2 separate regions of the Columba livia genome follow, and region 2 is linked to region 1. A link is a contact called in public Hi-C data. All regions are on one chromosome and are shown on one strand. Each heading gives the region's core, a stretch centred on a gene start, on an enhancer-like site or on the middle of the called end of the contact. The rest is flanking DNA. Distances are from core to core; before and after follow the strand shown. Region 1 overlaps TMCC1 (transmembrane and coiled-coil domain family 1). Region 2 holds the start of TMCC1 (transmembrane and coiled-coil domain family 1).

Evidence for each region. A called contact is a pair of places that touch in the nucleus more often than the background predicts.
Region 2: a Hi-C map of liver shows a contact between it and region 1, with 5 times the contacts expected there. The contact joins the promoter of TMCC1 here to the enhancer-like site in region 1. A contact is called at or near these places in 2 of 2 Hi-C or Micro-C datasets (crop and liver).

The regions. Positions count from the first base shown.
Region 1 is chr10:22,701,605-22,707,965 of bColLiv1.pat.W.v2, forward strand. It overlaps TMCC1 (transmembrane and coiled-coil domain family 1), which reads right to left. Exons shown (of 5, transcript XM_065074774.1): 4 at 5,416-5,551; 5 at 1-3,110. The coding sequence ends at 2,796. Among named protein-coding and RNA genes, the nearest start is that of PLXND1, 24 kb to the left of the region's middle. Within about 2 kb of position 4,102, at least 1 of the 3 cell types and tissues checked has an H3K27ac peak away from gene starts, as active enhancers do.
Region 2 is chr10:22,770,095-22,776,455 of bColLiv1.pat.W.v2, forward strand. It overlaps TMCC1 (transmembrane and coiled-coil domain family 1), which reads right to left and starts at 3,552. Exons shown (of 5, transcript XM_065074774.1): 1 at 3,415-3,552; 2 at 765-1,009.

The DNA of each region.
Region 1 (6,361 bases), core at 2,852-5,351:
TTAAGCTGCCAGAGATCACCACAGACCTTCCAAGAGAAGAGGGAGGAAACCCCAGACCGTTCAGCTAATGCAAAAGGCAAAGCACACAGTTGTGTTGGGATATGAGGCAGCATCACAGATGGCATTACCGCAGACGACTTTCTGGAATGGAAGAAACTGTCGAAAGAGACAGACAGACAGACACTGTCCAGAACCTTCACCACACAGCCTCGAGGTGATCGTTCTACAGAGCCTGTGCCTCCCGGCACATGAGTGAATGGTGTTTACTGAGGACAACACAGAGCTGAGACACTGAATGAAATCGGGACATAAAGACGAGGGACGCACGTCCTTCCAGCACTACAGACAGCGGCACCGAGCGCCCAGACCACCGGCTTTCAACTCCTTCCTGCTTCCACCACACTAAACCTACCATGGGCAGCTCCACTGCGATCAAAGCGCAGAACAGCAGAGCATGAGGGTTGTTTTTCAGAAATAAAGGCACCCAAGCTGTTCAGTTATGAGCCAAATCAGTTCTTACTGTTATTCACACCTTTGTTTCCGACAAAACACATGTAATGGGAAGGCGATGGTTACCCCTGTGACTTGGATCAGCCAGAGAAGGGTGGTGAACAGAACAGGGCTTTGCTGGAGCCAGGAGCGCGGTCTGGGGAGGGAAGGTCTACACAGCCTCTGCTGTCCAGCTCTGGAAAGCAGAATCATTCTTGGCTCAAGTCAGTTGCTACTGGCAATCTGTGTTTTAAGCAGAACGGCAGATCAGTGCACGCGTGACGGGATGAGCTGGATCCCGGGGGGGTCCCTGAGGCTCCTGCTCCATGGGAAGCCAGGCGGACTGGAGGCGGAGGGACAGCTGAGCGCTCACCTGCGCTGGCCCCCAGACAGCCCGGGGCGCTGACCCAGCCCGAGGGAACGCAGCAACCCGAACCTGCATCCCAGGGCTCACATGGGTGTATTTGGTGTACACGTTCCACATACATCCATGTCTGATTCCAGCTGGTTTACGTCACCTGGGCAACAATTGGCTCCCAGAGGGAACTTAAGCCTGGAAGGAAGGAAAACATAAGATGTAACTAAACACCATCACTGGTTTTGAAAGAGAATCCCGGAGTGGTTTTGGATTTCATGGGGAAGGAAGCTGAATCTTGGCGCTGTTGTGGTGAGCGGGACACCAGGTACAGGACACAGGTACTGCCTGCACCAGCGGGTCCCCAGCAGGAGCCTGGGGCTGGGACCCAGTTCCACCCGACGCCAAAGGGACCCGCGACGAGTGCACCCGTGCGGGAGGAGGGTCCCGAAGCCAGGGACGAGGATGTTCCCAAAGCTGGGACGAGGAGTGTCCCAAAGCCGGGGACGAGGAGGCTCCCATGGCACAGACGCGGTGCACAGAGACCTCGGAACAGACACACAGATGATCTTGCTGGAGCTCGACAGGAGGAAAACTTTGGTTTCAATTTGTAGGGATTTATTTAAAAATTAAATCAGAGATATTTCTGAGACAAGAATTCGTTTAAGTGAACTGTTGATTCGGAATTTCTTTCCTTGAAAGAACCTGCCTTGGCTGGGAAGGAATGAAGAGAAATTTCTTATTCTTATCCTGAGGCCAGGAGTGAGAGATGACATGGAAATGAGAGATATAAACACACTCTCCTTCACATCTGGAAACAGAAAAAAACCCTGCACGACAAAAAGGTGTGGAGAAGACAGATGTTCTTCTCGACGCTGCATCTGTACGCCCGGGGCACAGACGATGGCAGACGAATGGCGCTGCGCTGCAGACAGGCTGGACCGGGAAACCTCTGCCCTCCTCAAACTGCTTCGGGACAAGACAGCTCACAATTATTCACGCGTTTCTTCATTTAAAAAATCACTTCTTTATTTAAAAGGAAAAAAAAAAAGCAATGACCCTCCCAACTCCCTCCAAAAAAAATACCCCAATAATAATAATAATTATAATAAAAAATCCTATTAGAAACAATAAGGAAGCACTGAGAGTTTGAGTATTACACTCTTCAAGTATGCTGTTTGGATTTTTCTTTAATCTGTGAATATACATATATTAAAAAAACCTTAAAAGTGCGACCAAGGGCTTCTGCTTAAAGGTAAGTATGTCAAGGACTACTTCAAAATACTGTAGCACGACCGTGCAGTTGCTGCGTGCGCAAGAGGCTTCCACTGCCCACGCCGGCAGAACCGGCGGCCTGGAAACGTTACCGCGAGCCAGGGCAGCGGGACCGGTGACGCTGCCGCGGGGCTGGGACAGAGACCCACACGCTGTCGTCCTCCTCGTGTCGAGGACAGAAACCACTCTGAGCGCACACGTTTGGACACGGAATGTGAGCAGACTTCACAGTACGGGTTTAGTGTTACAGGTTTGCTGTGGTACCATCGTTCGAGGCTGTGCACCAGATTTAGCTTTGCCCGTCTTACGCTAATCACGTTCTCCTCCTCCTGACAGGTTTGGTACAGTAGTTCGAGCCACAATTTAAACTGCCCATTGGTATGCTCCAAATTTCTGTATTTTATTTCTTTTGTACACTTTAAAGAATCTTAAGATTTGCATTCAAAGAGAACCATGCTACATAAAAATTATCCAGGATTCTCGCCAAAAAGAGTTCTTGAATAAAATCTAAAAAATACTATTGCAATGCATCTCGCAGAGAAAAAACGTTATTCTAAATGTAAACAAATTCACTCGGACACTTAAAACTTCAGCAGAGGAGCTGCTGACTAATCTTTGCCACGCTTGCTCACCGAGGGCGCCAGGAGGAGGGCGCCGCAGCCCATTCCCGCTGCCATCATCTGGGGGGAGACAAGAACCGTTCCAAGTAGCCGGAGATGGCGTCCCAGTGCTTCCACAAAAAGGCAATGAAAACCACGATAAATAAAGTGCTGAACGTCCTATTGCGAGTCTTCATGAGGGGCACGACGCAGTTGGCCACGGTGGAGACGAAGACGAGGAGCACGGCCATGACGGCCAGGAGGATGTTGATGAGCTTCCCCAGCAGGTTCCGGGCCGTGGCGTTCTCCAGCCCCTCCAGCTGCACCACCTGCTGCTGCTGCTGCTGCAGCTCCATCTTGGAGATGCGCGTCTGGCAGGCTTCCAGGGCCTCCTGTCGCGAGAGCACAGCGCTGGGCGGCCGGCACGCCTGCCCGCCAGGGACAGCATGGGGACAGCATGGGGACAGCCCGGGGACAGGCATGGGGACAGCATGGGGACAGCATGGGGACAGGCATGGGGACAGGCATGGGGACAGCCAGGGAGACAGCCCAGGGACAGGCATGGGGACAGCATGGGGACAGCATGGGGACAGGCATGGGGAACCGGCATGGGGACAGCCAGGGGGACAGCCCAGGGACAGGCATGGGGACAGCATGGGGACAGGCATGGGGACAGCCAGGGGGACAGCCCAGGGACAGGCATGGGGACAGCATGGGGACAGGCATGGGGACAGCCAGGGGGACAGCCCAGGGACAGGCATGGGGACAGCATGGGGACAGGCATGGGGACAGGCATGGGGACAGGCTGTGGACAGCCCGGGCTGCCCCTCGGCTGGGCCGGAGGGGCCGTGCTCCTCGCACCCCAGCAGCCCCGCGGCCCCAGCGCGGGTGCGGGCGCACAGATGGAGCCATCGCCAGGACAGGGCGAGGAGCCCCGCGGGCTGCAGGCTCGGGGACGGCCTGAGGGACACACAGTGCTGTCCCCAGCCTGCACAGCTGTGGAATGGCACCAGCACCACCCCGGGAGAAACCGTGAGGGCTGCAGGAAGGAGACGGCCAGGAGAAGGGTAAGGAGAGGGAGGTCTATGGAACTGCCTCTAGGAAGAGGCAAAGCAAAAGTACGTGGGAGGAGATGACTACCCTGTACAAACACCTCTAAAGCACCACTGACCCAGGGGTGAATGTTCTCAGGCCTTTTCACCACGCTGAACCTCCAGCCGACCAGCCCACCAGCAGCACACCCCCGGCCACACACACGGAGGGTTTTTAAGGTAATTAATGCAATGGGACACTTCTGCTCTTGGAGGTACAAAGTTACAGTCTCCATTAATCCTCCTCAGAGATGCTTTTCTCAGCCCTAAAGGCCTGAGACCTGGAGGCCAACTTGGGGTAACACCCAGAGATCACTGCGCTCCTGCCTACAGACTGAGCTCTGTCTGTCCCTCCGCAGCGTCCCACCGCGCTCCTAACTAGTTCTGTATGCAAGAAAACCTTTGCTTTTTCCATGGCAATGCTGAGGAATCGTCTGTCCCAATTTGCAAGTTTACACTGAAAGTGCTGAATCATAAAGATTCAAAAAAGCTATTAAGAAATCCCCATTTCAATTTAAGTTTTCAACCTAACTTCTGCCTGCTGTGTGAAATTACAGAGGAGAACAAAACCCGAATATTGTAACACTGCCCCAAGGGAGAGCCTCCTGTTTACTGTGTCAGAGGCCACGGCCCCCTGTGCACAGACACTGATTTATTTTAACTAACTTAAAGGTCATTGTCTCCTGTTACATTTCTCTGCCATTGCATCATATCTGGGGAGGTCAATGAAACACGAGGGCTCCTCTTCAGTCAGGGCCCCTCGCAGTCCGGGTGCAGCCCCTCAGCCGCCTGTGGCTGCCCCGGCGGCGGGATGGGGACGCGCCCCGGACTCGCGGCTGCATCTGAGCGTCCCCGGCCCACAACCCTCTGCTCACGCCTCAAACATCTCACGTCAGCACCCGAAACCGAGACGCCTGCTAAAACCAGCACAAGTGTCCAAAAGGGACGATCTCCCTGTCTGAAACAGGCCTTTGTTTGTAACGTTCAGAGGCTGCTCACATCATTTCCCAGGTCTTCTGCTCTGCGGAAGACCCTCCAACCTCATCATTTCTGTTACCATAGCTTTGGTCTTTTACATACTGAAAGAAACTTATCTTTTAAAACACATCTCCTTATTTGGGCAAAACCAACAGAAATAATTGTTTCCCGACTCAATGCGGTGGACGCACAACGCATTTTTCCTTAGACATATGTGGCTGTGGCTCTAAAATTAGCGACACAGAAACACACCCCAGGGTCACTTTCTGGGAACGCTACTGTAAAAAACGTCCTTGGGTGGCGGCCTGTTCGTTTCTAATCCGCTACAAACCCTGCGCACAAAGCGGACGCAGGTTTCCCGTCTGCCGTAGCCCGGCACGGGCTGCGGAGCGAGCGGGCGGCCCTTGGCAGCCCCCGCGCGGCGAGGGGCACGGCCCTTGGCAGCCGCCGCGGCACGGGCACCGGCCGGCCGAGGTGGAGAAAAGGCCCTTGCAGAAGTCTCCAATACGCAGCTTAGCAATAAAACTACAAGGGTGAAAGCCAAACATTGCATCACAGAAGCATTTCAAAAGCGGAGGAGTTAAGAAAGAGCGGGGGGAAGGCGGGACCGAGAGTCCCTGTCACCCACCTGGATGTCCCGCGCGCGCTCGTAGGACTGGTAGGCGATCTTCTCCTCCATGCTGGCCAGCTCCTGCTTCAGGTTGAGGATCTCGTTCTGGTGGAGCTCAGTCAGGTCATTGAGCTGCTCTTCCAGTCGTTCACATCTACAAGTGACACACAAGGCACAGCAGCTTTAACGAGGGTGGCAAAATCGCCCCAGTGAACACGACGGACGTTTCACTGCGAACTGGCGTGGCTGCCCCAGCCCTCCCAACAGCACGCGCGGCAGCGCTGCGGCCCCTCGCCGGGCACCACGGAAACCCTTTCTGCCAGGTGAGGTCACGTTAATCCTCCTTCTGTCCTGAGGAAAACACACAGACCGGTTAAATGGCAACTGCCAAGCCATGCGATCAAGGACAGAATTAGAATACAATGCGTCATTACCCAAATTTTTGTTTAAACTAGTTCCGTTCTAATACCATAAGCTCTTACACATTTTTACCCACACTTGGACTAGTAACGGACATAAAAATGGCACAGCGATCAAACGTGACCCGTGTCTCCTTCACGTGTGCGGTCACATGGATATCTTTGACTTATTTTTTCTTTATCTCCATGATTCAGCTCAACTAGCAAAGATCATCATATTATTTATCTGGAGGGCACACGAATCATTAACCTGCAGGCTTACCTTTCAGTTTGCCACCGGTGAGCAGGCCGGGAGCAGGGAGGGGAGGACTGCCCAAAAAAGAGGTACGGCAGTTCTGAGACACACACGTTTGTTTCCCATTGAAGGAGTTTTCAATTGACTTCAACGGTAACTCCCTGACGTTAATTGAGCACTTTTAAAATACACTAGGGATACTTTGCATTTGTATGTAGCACTTCCTTTTCGGATTTTCAAGTCCAAACTTACACTAAACTCATGCTTCAATGCCCTTTCAAAGCCAGGCAAGTATTTCTGCTGCTTCCCA
Region 2 (6,361 bases), core at 2,302-4,801, 68 kb after region 1:
AAGCCCATGCAGAGGAATCAGCCAACTTCCTCATTCCAGGTTTAGAATTGAATACGAAAGCAGAGCTAACAGCCTCAAGGTAAAATACGGCCACGCAAGCCACTGGATTTCGGTGCTTCTTGAACAGCTAAGGCTCCCCACCCTGTCAGCAGGTGGGACAAAGCTGCACGGTCTCAAGGCCGAGCCCACCCAGCTCTGCTGGTCTGGCACCTCGCGGCAGGTTCCCCTGGGGCTGCGCGCACTGTGCTGGGACTGCACTGGGACCCGTGTGCGGGGAGCCAGGACACACCTGCCTCTCCTCCAGCCTTCACGGAACGCGCTCCAGTCCAAGGGAGGTATCCTCTGGGTTCACCTGAACACTTGATCTAACCAAACAGAGGAACCACCATTGCCTGCCAGGTGCGTCTCAATGACTACCCAATGTCTGACAAACGCGTGGAAGAAGAAAGTCTCTGCAGACCTTGCTGGCATTTCAGACCTGAGTGGGCGAGCAGTGGAGACTCAGGTGACACAACGCAAGCTCTTCTGAAAGGAACCTCTGAGCGTTCCTAGAGCAGGTTCAAACAAGGTCACCCCCGTACGACACCGGCTGGATACTCTGGTGCTCACACAACCTCCCTGTGCATGGGCACGTTCCCCTGCTAAAACCATGAATAACGGTGCAGATCAATCTGAATCTACAAAATGTGTGCCTAGAGTTCTCTTCACCCTAGAATCAGATGGTCTTGCCTTCCCCTATTCGTAGGTGATAGTAGGATACATACCTCAAAGCTGCTCAGGCTGGCTCGTCTCCTTGCATAGATATGCTCACAGTTGTAATCCAGATGTCTTCCACAGAGGTCTAGCTTTAAAAATACTTCCAAGTACAAATCCCACAGGAAACAGGGAAGTCAGAGGAGGGAAGGAGGCAGTTTATCGGCTTCTACATTTGCAGGCCTCTATAGTCAGTAGTGTAGGTCATTTCCAGAGTAAATCTTGGCAACAATGCTTCTTTGTAGAGGAGAAAGACCTGCCAAAATGAACAAGCATAGTAAGAAACACCATCACTATCTGATAAGTAACAAAACAACACCACAGATCCAGCATCTCCTTCAGAGAAAGTAACTCTTATTTGAAATATGAGGTTTCTGCTAGCTTTGACATATTTAAAGTCAGAAGCAGCCTCTGAATTTACCTCCTATTCTGAGTACTTTTACCTAATAAACTGTCTCAAGGAGGAAAATACTCTAAGGATTCACACAATGTTCGATCATAACAGAGCCTTGTTCCAGCCCAAACCTGCAGCTCCTCAGACACCTTGATGTTCACCGTGTATTTTCACCAGGAACGTCTGTGTGACCACTGTCCGACTACTGAGCTGCCGTTCGAAATAAGAACCAACAGAGTGATGAAGTCCAGCAAAGCAGGGATACAGGGTACATACCAGGGCCTTTCCCGCACAGCGCCAACATGCCGGAGTGCTGGTGTACTTCTGAATCTATTTAATTGGGATGTAAGTTAAGAAAATGTAAACTCTTTGGGGCAGAGACCTTCTGCTGCGTGTTTGCATTTCACACAGTACGGCAGATCTGGGTTCCAAATCAAAGCTGTTCAATGTTGTTGTGATACAAGCCTTTGTACTTCTGGTACAACAATAGATTCTTCTTTACAAATAAAAAAGGTCACCTAGTTTTGCATTATCATAAACTGCTTTTGAAAGTATGGAGAGATTTCACTTAGCAAAAAAGACATTTAACTCTAGACAATTACTCGTATCCTTGTTTTCCTTCTGTGACCGTTTTAACATCCTTGGCTGGATTAATAGTTTAAATATTTGGAGTTTACATTCAACCTTAAAGAATCAGTTCACTGTGCTGTGACACCATCCAGCATCAACTATTTAGGGGTTTTAAGAATTTTAAGTATTTAAACCACACCAAACTACTCACTTCCTAGCAGCGCTGACAAATCACTGCCACCTTCACGCTGCGTTTCACTCACCTATCATCCCTTCTCGCAAAGCTGTTTATCCGCTATCAAAATTGTGTTGAGTTCACAGAACCCCCGAGGGCTGAGGCTGGCAGGGGCCTGTGGGGACCGCCCGCCCAGCCCCCAGAGCTCGCCCCACAAACCACTGCAACGAGTCTCACTGCTGGTACTGAAATACCACTTTCTCACCTGAGAGAGTCACCACTCGCGTCCCCATCACGAGGGTACGACCTCCTCTGTAGGCAAAGGAGCAGCACCCAAGCGTGCCGCAGCGCTCAGCGCTGCAGGACGGACACAGCAGACCCGCCAGCCGTGCTTCAGGGCACAGAGCAGTCCCTGAGCAGCACAAGGGCTGTGAGCCGGGAAGCCCCACTGTCCCCCAACAAGAGAGGGGACAGAGTTCCCCAGCACCGAGACAGCAACAATCCTCCAGCCAGTCCGCCTGCCCTTCCACACCTCCAGACAGAAAAACAATCTGTCCACGGAGAAGCACCATCCTGTTGACTAAACACGAGGCTAAGGCAACACGTTACTGTTGCTGAAGCAGGAGCAGCGAGGACAGCAGGGCCTGCTCCCCAGGACCAGGACGTGAGCACCACAACAGCCACAGCTGTACCCAGGTGTGTGTCATCAAGGGCTCCCAACGCACAGAATCATCTCAGCTGAAGGTCTGTGGGGACGGACGCTGCCCCGACACAGCGGTAACGTTACTCTCTTCCTTGCACACACTTCTACTCAGACCGGCAGCCTCAGTTCACCTCCCCCCGCCCATACGCCTCCTCAGTGCAAGCGCTGCCCCAGCCCGCTGCAGGCGCCCTCCTGTGCCGGGCACAGCCCCGGTGCCGCAGCGGCGGTGGCTGACGCCCCGCGGCGTTTGGCGCTTGGACAGCTCGGCGGCCGCTGCTTACCGATGAGGCTCCCTAAGGGCCCGTCTCCGAAACTCCGCTTCTAGAACGGCAAAGCTTGAGCTCACTTACATGTCAGCACAATTAAGTAATTAGTATCTTAATTATCTCATACAAGACAGCTAAAGTGAGGAAGAACAGGTGGAGAATACACCCAAACTCATCTCAAACACCAGTGCGGTCAGACGCATCCGCCGCCTCCACAGCCCCGACCCGCGAACCGGCGGCGCCGCCGCAGCCGCAGGGATGGACACACCGGCCCGGCGGCTTCGGGCCTCCCGGCGCCGCCAGCGGCCCCGCCGCCCCCCGGCTGCACCCGCGGCCCGGCCCGCCGCGCCGCCCCGTCCCCGCCGCTGCCGGCAACGAGGCCCGGGAGCCGGAACGGGCCGGGACGTGGTGAGGGGCGGGCGGCCCCGAGGCCGCTGGGCCGCGGCCCCCCCCGGGGCTCCGAACCGGCCCCAGGAAAACGGGGCGGGGTGGGGCGGGAAAGCGCGGCCGAGCACCGGGCCTGGCGGCGGGGGAGGCGCCCGCGCTCACTCACCGGCCCGCGGAGCGTCCGAGCGCGGCCGCGGCGGCCGCTCCATCCCCGCGCGCCGCCACACCGGCCGCGCGCGACGTCAGCGCGCAGCCTCGAGGGGCGGGGCAGGGCGCGCGCGACGACGTCAGGCGGAAGGGGCGGGACAAGAGACCACGCCCACTCTCGTCACCTCTCTACGCCGCGCAGCCGCGCCCCCCGGTGGAGCCACGCCCCCGGCGGAGCTCCGCCCCGGCGGCCGCTGCGCGCGGCGTTGATGCCGTTGTGACGCCACGGGCGCGCGCGGGGCTGCCCCGCCCAGCCGCCCAGGAGCCGGCGGCCGCGCTCCCCGGCGCTCCCCAGCGCTCCCCGGCAGCTGCTCCCCAGCAGCTGCTCCCCAGCGCTCCCCGGCGCTCCCCGGCGCTCCCCGGCGCTCCCCGGCAGCTGCTCCCGCTCCCGGCTCTCTCGGGAAGCGCGCTACCGGACACCGCAGCCCGTCCCGCTGCCCCGTGGAACAGCGTTACCCGCCGAGCGCACCTGACTCGATGAGAAACTTGTCTTGATCTGTATCTGTCCGATGCGATTAATGTATCCAGCCTCAAAAACAGTTGGAATTTTTACAGCTTGCCTTTTATTCCAAGCCAGTGCTCGTTACTTTTTACATATTTTCGCATAAAGCTCAAGAATTTATGAACGCAGCCCCTGTGTTTCCCGCCGCCCGGCTGCTCCACGCTCCCGCTCCCCGCAGCGTCCTGGCGCTCGTCAGACCGTGTCCCCCCTCCTCCTGTCCTAAGCTGAATAACCAAGCGCATGAGCACAGGTGAGACTGACCCGAAGGGACCCCGACCGGCGGAATTTCACCGCCGAACTGCAGAGCACGATGTAAACAAACAGCACCTATGGGCGCGTTTATAGTCAAAACATTTATTAATTCAATTTTTTCTTATGAATTAATAACAAACATCCAAGTAATAACAAGTTGTTAGTGTTAGATCTCCAGTTGACATTAAATTTGGCTTTAAGCACAAAAGCCTCATAACTACCACATGACTAAAACCAGCAGATTCAAAAGTTCACAGGAAATCTGTGGTTTTAGAAAACAAACAGAAGTGATGAACCAGGAAGCCACGGAAGTAATTAGAGTACAATTATCCCCCTCTGCAGGTTCTGGCTGCTGATGTTTTGGCTTATTAACTAGATTCTTTATTTATATGCTTTCTAATAGGACTTTCTGCAATATATTTCTACATATTTGATCTTGTACTGAGCAATTAATTTTCAAAAACTATTTTACATTCACTAACTCAAAGAGGGGAACACTGAAATTCTACAAATAGTTCATGAGATGGCTTTTATAGCCCAGCTCTGTAGCACCTTCTCGTCCTCAGAAGGGCTGGAGCCACGGGGCCGGGTGTCCGCGGGGCAGGCAGCGCGGCGGTCCGGCGCAGCCCAGCTCTGCACGCCCGCGCGTGTCGTGGACAGGAGCCCGCACCTGTCACGGGCACTGTTTGCACACCTACCTGAGCTACCGCTGCGGCGGAGCCGCGGAGTCTCCGCTGATCCATGAACCAAGTTACACTCAGTGCACTCCTCCCACAGGGGAGGACACTTTGGGCCTGGCTGGTGTCTGCCCCACGCAGCGCCGTGCCGGCGCAGACCCGGCGTCCTCCCGCCCGCTGCCGTCCACGCGGGCAGTCCCGTCACGGACGGGGCTGGAACCGCAGCTCGGTGGGGCTGCAGCTCAGGGGGGCTTGTGCTTCTTCCTGCGGGTGCACTGATGAGATTCACCTCCACGCCTTCCTCCACGCGTGACTCAGAGCACCCTGCTCGGTTCGCACGGTGCCGCCCTCGGTCAGTTGGCCGGGCCCCTCACTGAGATGAGCGTCCCCACGCTGTCCATAGGAACCGTTTTGCCTCCAGATGTTTGGGGGTTTGTTTGGCCCTGTCCTTGTATAATTTTTGCTCTTTCAGTATGGAACTGCTGGAAAGAATCCAAGTAGCAGACTGAAGATGGGCATGAAATAACCAGATGAATTGAATGTAATGGACTGATAAATCACATCCAGATTAAATCTTAGTTCTTCAATCTGCAGCCACTATAGAAACTAACCCGGCCTGAGGGCTGCGATCCCAGTTCAGAAGCACCAGCAGGCAGCAGCTGCGTTGCCAGAAAGGGTGAATAAGGGCTTGAGCCAGCAGGGAGCTTGTTGCAGAGAGAAACAGAGCTCAGGAGGGCAGTTCTGCCGAGAATGGTGACACGTCTTTGCTGATCTGACCTGGAAAAAATGCACCTTTAAATTCAGCATCAGCTCTCAAGGAGGCTTGGTTCGTTCTGTGGCTGCCGTCCCCCGAAACCTGATCCACATGCACTCGACAACTTCGTCCCTTCTGGCTCAGCACCAGACGACATGGCTACGTTGCAGCTGCCTGCCCACGTGCCTGTGATCCAGCCCATTTCGCAGTGTTCTCACAGTGAGGGAATTATTACTAAGACATGTAATTCAGCACAGGCCTGTTTGGCCACCACGTGCCATGCTTAGAGTCAGACAAGGCTTGAATTCCTGTCTCACGAGAGAAAGGAAACCAAAGCTCAGTTCCTTACAGGTAAGAAAGAGGCCCTGAAAATCCCCAGGTGTGTTCTTTCCTCTGACTTACCTGCCATTATGTCAATTGGACTCCGTATTCAGCAGTCTTCCCATTTTCCTGCTGTGGGACAGCTGGCTGGTCACGGCCCGTGCCTGTGCCCTGGGGCCCCCGTGGCCGTGGGCATGGACAGGCCCATGGGCACAGCCCTGGGCTCGCAGCCACTGTCGCTTCATGTGTAATATTGCATGCAGAAAGAGTAATTCAAGTAACTCGTACATGCAAGCACAAAACTAGGCCTGCACATTTGAATATGTAATGAGGTAATGCACACTGAAAGACAGGAGAATCATTTTAAAGCTGTTCAGGTAAATAAGCTACTGCTCTCTGA